2 separate regions of the Sus scrofa genome follow, and region 2 is linked to region 1. A link is a contact called in public HiChIP or PLAC-seq data. All regions are on one chromosome and are shown on one strand. The core of a region is the stretch at or near the end of the contact, and the rest is flanking DNA. Distances in the headings are between cores, read along the strand shown. Region 1 holds the start of RPS4X (ribosomal protein S4, X-linked). Region 2 holds the start of PHKA1 (phosphorylase b kinase regulatory subunit alpha, skeletal muscle isoform).

Region 1 (4,373 bases), core at 1,023-3,522:
CCTGGGTTAGGAGAAGCTTGATTCCATGGTGGGGAAGTGGAAGGAGTTCAGGCAGAGGCTGGATGCTCTTTTGGAGAGTGTAGTGAGACTCAGCACAATGAGTGGCATGTTGATGCCATTCATTCGACAAGTATTTACCAAGTGCTGGCCCCAGCGACTAAGCTCTCTGTTAGGTGGCAAAGGGCCTGCCCAGATGAATTGGAGCAGGCTCTTTCATGGAAATGCTCACAGCCTAGTGGAGGACAACAGGGAAGCTAGTCATTACCAACCCAATGTGGTATAGTGTTGTCGTACAGTTTGAATAGAGGGCTCTGGGGCAAAAGAATGTGGCACTGACCCTGCCAGAGCAAAGCCAGGGCTCACAGAGCTAGAGGGACCTGAGCTGACAAGCAGGATTAGGTGCCCAGGAAGAGGGTTGGGTTTCCCATGCATTTCCAAGCTGAGGGGATCATCAGGTCCGCCAACTTGTAAAAGGCAGCTTTCTCAGAGCAGTAGCACCTTGGAGTGGCCTAAGCTTTGAGGTTTGGGATAGCGTAAGGGAGCAAAGGGTGTCCAAGTTAAGGAAGTGGCAAGTGACAGGCAGAGGGACCTGAGGCATCAGGCAGGAGGCCCAAGGGCAGTTTCAAAGTAGGGAAATAACATGATCAGATCTAAGTCTCAGATAACTGGATGGTCTCTAATGTCCCCTCTCTTTCCTGAGACTTTATGATAAATGCCACATGTGTTGTGCAGAAATCGAGGGGTAGAGTTCAAACAGAGATCCTACCCTCCCACCCCCTAGGCTGCACCCCCTTGGCAATCTGCAGAGAAGCTGGAGGGAAAAAACATTGGCTCTTCCCAATAGTATGGGCAGGTTGGCTGGCTCGAGGGAACTTGGAAGAAGGAACAGAAAAAATACGCTTAATAAATAATATTGAATATTTATTTTAATGTGTTTTTAGGAGTTCCCGTCGTGGCTCAGTGGTTAACGAATCTGACTAGGAACCATGAGGTTGCAGGTTCGATCCCTGGCCTTGCTCAGTGGGTTAAGGATCTGGCATTGCCCTGAGCTGCGGTGTAGGTTGCAGATGCGGCTTGGACCCCGCATTGCTGTGGCTGTGGAGTAGCCTGGGGGCTACAGCTCTAATTAGACCCCTAGCCTGGGAACCTCCATGTGCCGCAGGAGCGGCCCTAGAAAAGGCAAAAAGACAACCCCCCCCAAAAAAAAAACAAAAACCTGCACCACAGCAGCAACCGGATCTGCTTCAGTAGTGATGATGCCAGATCAGATCATTAACCCGATTCGCCACAAGAGAACTCCTTATTTATTTATTTATATGGCCGCACCTGTTGCGTAAGGAAGTTCCCAGGCAGAGGATTGAATCTGAGCTACAGCTGCCACCCAAAACTGTGCCACTGTTGAGACCGCCTATCCTTTTTTTTTTTTTTTTTTTTGTCTTTTGTCTTTTTGTTGTTGTTGTTGCTATCTCTTGGGCCGCTTCCGCGGCATATGGAGGTTCCCAGGCTAGGGGTCTATCGGAGCTGTAGCCATCGGCCTATGCCAGAGCCACAGCAACGCGGGATCCGAGCCGCGTCTGCAACCTACACCACAGCTCACGGCAACGCCAGATCGTTAACCCACTGAGCAAGGGCAGGGACCGAACCCGCGACCTCATGGTTCCTAGTCGGATTCGTTAACCACTGCGCCACGACGGGAACTCCCGCCTATCCTTTTTTAACTGAAGAATAGTTAGTTGATTTACAATGTTGTCTTAGTTTCAGGTGTACAGCAAAGAGATTCAGTTACATATGTGTATATGTATATATATTGTCTATATATGTATATATATTCTTTATATCTATATTCTTTTTCAGATTATTTTCCTTTATAGTTTATGACAAAATATTACATATAGTTCCTTGTGCTATAGAGTAGGACCTTGTTTATCTCAATATATTCTACTGATAATAGGATCATGTGTAGGTAGAACTAGTAGCCTCACTTTTTCCTCTCCTCGAAGGCAGGGAGCTTGCCTAGTGCACCTTTGTCCAGCACCTAACACAGAATCATGCGCCCCAAAGACGCTCAGCAAATACCCGAGCGGGGAGGGCGGGAAAGGGGAGGGAGGAAATCGTCCTTGGGAGACACCCCTTTTTTCGGTGGAGGTTCCCAAGCTCGGGACCTCTGACCTCCCACCAGCAGGTGGCAAGATAGCCTCCCCGCGCGCCACGAAGGGGCGGAGCTGGGAGGAGCGTCCGAGGTTCCGGCGCGCGCAGCCGCGGACCTTCTTTTCTCCGCGCGCCGGAAGGAGGCGGACCTCTTTTCGTGCCTAGCGCAGCCATGGTAAGGTGGCTTCTTGGGGAGCTCTTGGGACCCATCAGCCTCCATCCTCCCAGGGCTGGGGCTGCCCGGGGTTGCGGGGCTCCCGCAGGGGGTCGCCGGGCGGAAACGAAGGGAGAGCAGCAGGCGGGGTGGGCCTAGGGGGGCTCGAGAGCGAAGGCGAACGCGGGTCCCCGGCCGGCCCGGGGATGGGGGTTGGGGAGTTGGAGATCGATGCCGCTGGCGGGAAGGCCTCTGTCTTCGGGCCGGCCACACCCGGCCACGGATCCTGCGGCCTTGGGAGGAGCGTCTTGCTTCCCAGACCGGAGCCCAGGCTGGCCCCGGAGGACAGACGTCAGGCCTCGGGCGGGTGGAGAAACTTTTTGCTGTGTTTTTGGTACGGCCTGACTTCATGACTTTAGGTAGTGTGGCCAGTAAGTAATATTACAGAGGCTTCCGCATTCTAAGGTGAAAAACTCACTTTCAGAGTTCGAGGAAGCAGCTATTGGCACGTGGTTGTGCCGAGGTCAGATTAAATCTCGCATCAAATACTTAAAAAACCAGAAATGCTCAGTTGGATAAGTAGAAGCACAGATTGAGTTCTGGTCCGTTTTCTGTTGCTGGCCGGTTGTGCGCCACGAGGTCCACCCCAGGCTATTTCACCAACATACTCTCCTCGAAAAAGACAGCCTCTAGAATCAGGCGCTTGGAAACAGTAACATGTAGATACTTAGTAACATGAAATGCTGTTTTGAGAGACAGTAATCACTTAGTATTCTTTTTGTACAGTAAGAAAGTTGACTATGGTTTATGGAACCTATAGTATTTGCTAGATACTGTGTATGCATTCGCTTCTGCCTTTTATCACGTGGCTTTATGCTTTTTTTTTGTTTGTTTGTTTTTAACATTGTCCACATTTTGTTGAAGAGGAAACAGACTCGCTCTTCTTTCAAGGATGGCTTATAAGACCTGAAACCATTTAACAGTATTAAAATTTACAACTTTGAAACTCTTTCAGGCTCGTGGTCCCAAGAAACATCTGAAGCGCGTAGCAGCTCCAAAGCATTGGATGCTGGATAAACTGACCGGTGTGTTTGTAAGTATCTTAAGGGACATCTTTCACAATTTTATTGAGATAAAATTGACGTATTTAAGAGACACGCTTTATATTGTTCCTTTATGTGCCAAGCATCCCTGATTACCATGTCCAAAAAAATGTTCCCTGCAGTGCCTCCCAAAAGTCATTTTTTTGGGGGGGGGGGGGCAGAACTAGAGGAAGACTTGTCTGTTCTTGAAGGCCCTGTGTATCTAGCTGCACCCTACCTTACTGTAGCATAATAATTCTGTGCCTCATTCCGTATACCACAATTTGGGTAGATGCAGGACTTCAAATATTAACAGGTCTGGTCCTCTGAAAGGGGAAATGCTGGAAAACTTGGAGGTCTGGAATAGTTTTGTGGGCCTTGAAGGCCTCTCTTGTTTACTCAAATTGAGGGGGTGACAGTGGTGGATTGCAGGACTTGAGAGGTGGTTTGAGTGAATCCCAACAATGAGATTTTTTTAAAAAATCGTTTTACAGGCTCCTCGTCCATCTACTGGTCCCCACAAGTTGAGGGAATGTCTCCCCCTCATTATTTTCCTAAGGAACAGACTTAAGTATGCCCTAACAGGAGATGAAGTAAAGAAGATATGCATGCAGCGTTTCATTAAGATAGACGGCAAGGTCCGCACTGATATAACCTACCCCGCTGGTTTTATGGGTAAGTGGTTAGTGATGGGCACTTCATGGCTCCTGAACTCCTTCTCTGAAAAGGTAGTTGTATTAAATACAACTTTTATCAGTCTCAGAAACATAGCATGACCGTCCCCCTCACGAGTTTACTTCATATTGCAGGGCTGCAAATCATAAATTATTTTTCAAAACCAGATTTCAGTTCTCTAAATTTTACATGTCATGAAAAAAAGGATTTTGAAACATTAAAGGTTAGCTAGCCACTATTGATTGTAGGAACCCTAGTTGGTATTCAAAATACGGAGGTTTTTTTTTCTTCTTAAAGTGACGTTATTGCTCAGC
Region 2 (4,512 bases), core at 92-2,591, 430 kb before region 1:
TGAGGCGACAGGCCAAGGAGGAGATTTCAGGGAGTTAAGGACTAGAAAGAACAGGGGCAGTCAAGCACTCTTTCCTCCAAAATGAAGTAGCTTTCCCCGGGAAGACTTTTTCTCCCTTTGTACACCTGGGCCTTAAAGTAGCTTGATATTTGCCAGTCATGGCATTTGCTTAGCCAGTGTATGCAATGGAAATTATTTGCTTGAGAATTTTAAATGTATCACCATATCTAACTATATCACCGACTTGGCCGTTGAACGTTCCAGATCTGAGTTCTCGAGCATTCCCTCCTTCTTCATCACCAGCACCAAATATTTACTAGTCAACTTCCAATGTGCCAGGCTTCACGCTAATTTGGGTCGGGGTGATGGTGGGGGTTGGAACGGAGGAAAGACTAAATTTAGAGAAACAAAAAGATAAACGAAAATGCAAAATCACTGTGGCCTTGGTGAGTTGGCTAAAGAAGGCTTAGAACCGCAGATTCTTAAGTTGGACCTGAAAGGTCAATCAGTCTAAGTCTCTTACCTCGCGATTCCGAGAACAGGAGGCACTTAAGCCTTGCCTTGAAAGACATGCAGTATTTGAATAATCCGAGATCAAGATGTGGGGTTTGGGCCAGTAAACAGACGGAGCAAAGACCCTGGGGCCGGGCACCGGGAAGGGTGTGGACCGACTACTCCTGGGCTAGTGATCAGCGTTACCTACAGGTTTATTTTCTATCTTCTCTTTCTGTCTTTATTTTCAGCTGAGTCTTTGCAGCCTCAGCCTTGTGACCTACGTGCGCACGCGGGAGCCTTCCAAAGCCGCTATAGAATCTCCTCCAGCTCCTCTCCAGCCAAGGCAATCTTGAGCACCGCTCCTTCCCAGCCCAGTTCCCGCCTGGGTCACTCATTTTCTCAAAGCCCACCACTGCCCTCTCCTTCCCAAGCGCGCTGATTCGCCACTTTCTAAGGAATAAAGTAATTTAGGCAGTTGTTTCTACTTTGTTTTGGGTCAGAGTTAAGAGTTTAATCTGAGCTTTGAGTCAAAAGTATAAAATACAATAAAGACCCGAAAATTCCAATTCTTTAGACACCGAAGGCAAAAGGTCGTTCTTTCCTTTTAGGTTTGAAGTTACAATAGGTTCCTAAAATTAGTCCAGCAGAAGAAACAGGTTGCCCCAAATCCTGTGTGTACAGCAAGTGTGGACAACAGAAATAGTCATTTGAGGTGTTTCGAAAATAAACCCTTGATAGCACATTGCATACGGTGACACATTCTCGGCCTCGGGGCCGGTGGGGGCACCAGGGGCGGGGCGAGGGCCTGGGGGCGGAGAAAGTCCCCGGGCGTCGCGCGCAGCTGCAGGGATCCACGGCGTCCGCCCCGCCTCCCGGTTGTCTTTCGCGCAAGGTGGAGGCGGAGTCGCGGCCGGTGACCTGCTGCTGCCGCCGGCCGCACGGAAGACTGTGCCGCGGGTCACTCGGGTCTCCAGGAGTGGAGCAGAGGATGCAGAAGGCACCCACAGAGGCCAGACGAACTTGAGGAAGGCGGCAAGCGGCCCCGGAGGCACTTCGGAGGCGCCCTGGACTGCGAGAGGCTCGGACGCCCGCCGGCGGGTAGTGGCTGCGGAGGCTGTCGTGGCCGGGACAGCCCGCCCCAGGCCTGAACAGCGATAGGGCCTGGCACTTGAGCTTACCACAGCGAGGGTGGAGCTGCGTTGAGGTCTCTTTTCTTGGATAGACCGTGGGCTCCTGTGGCACTCTGTTTCTGAGAGGATTGGAAACCGAGCGGGATGAGGAGCAGGAGTAACTCCGGGGTCCGGCTAGATGGCTATGCTAGGCTAGTGCATCAGACCATCCTGTGCCATCAGGTAACTGGAGGGGTGTCACCTGTGAACTCGGAGGGTGTGGAGTGTGACAGCCTGGACGGAGACCCTAGGTGAACCCGTGTGTGTTGGCGGGGGGGGGGGGGGGCTGTGTGTGTGTGTGTTTTGCAGGTTCTCCCTCCCCCTAGCTGGGGAGGCTGTAAAGGACCCTGAAGAAAAGCTAGGTGTTGGGCCAGGAACAGAACCAGAGTTAGCTGTGAGTTCTGAGTCATGGCTTCTGAGCACTCCCCTGTTCCCCCCGTGCCCGAAACCACAGCTGGGTTCCAGGGGCCAGAGTTGAAAGATGCCGGGTAGATTGTTTTTTGGCACTGCCCCCCACCCCCGACCCATGCTTGAGCTCTGCCTCCTTCCCCTCCCGCTGAAGAAAAGAGGTAGGGGAAATTTTAGCCATCTTAAAACTAGACTGTTGGTGAAGATCTGAAGTACACTGTGTATATTGTTTTGTTTGTTTTTGTCTTTTTTAGGGCCATACCTGCAGCATATGGAAGTTCCCAGGCTAGGGGTTGAATTGGAACTGTAGCCACTGGCCTACACCACAGCCACAGCAAAGCAGGATCCGAGGCAAAGCTGTGACCTACACCTCACCCAATGCCAGATCTTTAACCCACTGAGCAAGGCCAGGGATCGAACTCACTTCCTCTTGGATACTAGTCTAGTCGGGTTCGTTGAGCCACGACGGGAACTCCCCATGTGTATATTGTTAATCATAATTTTTCTACTCTTTTAATGGTGATTTTTTGTTGGTAGTTCATTCTTTCTAACTGAAAAGTTAAAACACTGCCTTTCTTTTAAGAATATCCACATTTCAGATTTAAGTCTTCAGCCAGCTCTTTCCTCTTTTTTGAGATACATGCTTGCACTTAGAAGAAGAGAAGATTATAAAACTTAGGAATGAGGAACTAGAGGGAAAATCAAAGTCCCTGAGTACCCATTTGAAAGATTCTCTTTCCTCATTATTAACACCCTATGGTTACCTGCCTGTCCCTTTTTCTTGTCTTTACAGAATCCAGTGACTGGTTTGCTTCCAGCCAGCTTTGATCAGAAAGATGCCTGGGTCCGGGATAACGTGTACAGCATCTTGGCTGTATGGGGTCTGGGCCTGGCCTATAGAAAGAATGCAGACCGGGATGAGGATAAAGCAAAGGCCTATGAACTGGAGCAGGTACTCAGGATAAAAATACAAAGAGATCTGGAGCTGGAGGGAGGAGGGGCAGGAATGGAAGGAAATGTAGTCCACAGAAGCTAAGAGAAGTGTCCTTTGCCTTTTTCCCTCTTTCTTCACCTTGCTGAAATTACATTCCAAAGAGCTTTCCTGTATTGTACTGAAATTTTTTTTTTTGCAGTGAAAACTTGAAACTTGCTGATTCAGGGGGAGAGGGCACAGTCTGTTCTCTTACAGTAGAAAATCCTATCCTCAGGTCTTTGCTAAAAGTCTGTAATCCTCTTTCCAAGTAATGTATTTTGCAGTCTCCAGCATATTTATTCTTATTGCGAAGAATGTCTGGAGGCAGGTATCTACCATTTTACTTTGTTTCTGAAAATGATAGGTGGTATTTATATGAGCGTAACTGATACAAATTAGCTGACTTTCCCAACTAGACATAAATACTTTATTTGTTGACGTTTACACCTTTGGTCACTGTTTCAGAGTCTGTTGTAAGTCCACCCCACCACCACCCCACTCATGCCCACTTCACCCCATCCTTCTGGAACAAAATAAGGCTAGAGTCAGCAGATGCCTTTAAGCCAACTTTTAAGGCCCTCCCCCCGTAAAGAAGCATCCTCTATAGAACTGTTTAGACACAGGTGCTACATCTGCTTGAATGACCAAGAAAATAACATTCTGGGCTACATGGGACTCGTAATGTTGAGATACTCTGCTGTCAGTTTTAAGGTATATGTGAATTCTTTTCCACTAGTGGGAAAGATTCTCTCCACACCAGTCATTTTCTCACATGGTCTCCGTCAACTTAGACAATCTGAGCTCCATTCTTCATCTATAAATCAGAATATTGAGATTTACTTGTTTTTAAGGACAACAGCATATTATAGGGCTACAGTCCTAGGCAATAGGGAATTTTCACTGTTGTCCTCTGCAAAAGTAGGTATTTGTTATTCCCTCAAGCTATTATTGAGAGGTACTTAGGTCCACCAAAAATAATTATTGGAGTATTTGCTCTATCCCAGAAAGTACAGATCAATATTTTTTGACTTATAGAAAACATACATAACCATTGTAAGAATTTGGAAAATACAGAAGAGTGTTAAAAAAATCAATCTGTAATCCTACTGAAAAAAATCAATCCAAAATCCTAATCCTACTTTAATGTTTTGCTATTTTGACCTCAGTATTTTGTATGTTTTGTTTTGCTAGAAATTAATATTAGTGGAACAATACCCAAGATTTTATACCCAGTACAATTTAACCAATGTCTTTTTCAAAACTATTAAGAGTTAGTTTATGAAAACTCCTTATTGATCATTCTGCAGAGACGACATTTTTCCTTATGTGGTCCAGGAAGAAAGAATTTAACAGAGGAAGGGGGGGAAATGAACAAAAAATTATTCATTCTAAAATTTTAATGTTTTATCAAATGATTTTTCATGCAACACAAAAAATATATTTTCCATACCACCTCAATTATAACCT

Evidence for each region. HiChIP or PLAC-seq counts read pairs in DNA pulled down with a chosen protein or histone mark.
Region 2: an H3K27ac HiChIP or PLAC-seq map of alveolar macrophages shows a contact between it and region 1. The contact joins the promoter of PHKA1 here to the promoter of RPS4X in region 1. A contact is called at or near these places in 1 of 47 Hi-C or Micro-C datasets (liver) and 1 of 2 datasets of contacts at active chromatin or transcription factors (alveolar macrophages).

The regions. Positions count from the first base shown.
Region 1 is chrX:58,153,078-58,157,450 of Sscrofa11.1, reverse strand. RPS4X (ribosomal protein S4, X-linked) reads left to right here and starts at 2,272. Exons shown (of 7, transcript NM_001204283.1): 1 at 2,272-2,323; 2 at 3,318-3,395; 3 at 3,879-4,059. The coding sequence starts at 2,321. It also overlaps the pseudogene LOC100622164.
Region 2 is chrX:58,580,045-58,584,556 of Sscrofa11.1, reverse strand. It overlaps PHKA1 (phosphorylase b kinase regulatory subunit alpha, skeletal muscle isoform), which reads left to right and starts at 1,341. Exons shown (of 32, transcript XM_021080697.1): 1 at 1,341-1,847; 2 at 2,866-3,024. The coding sequence starts at 1,770.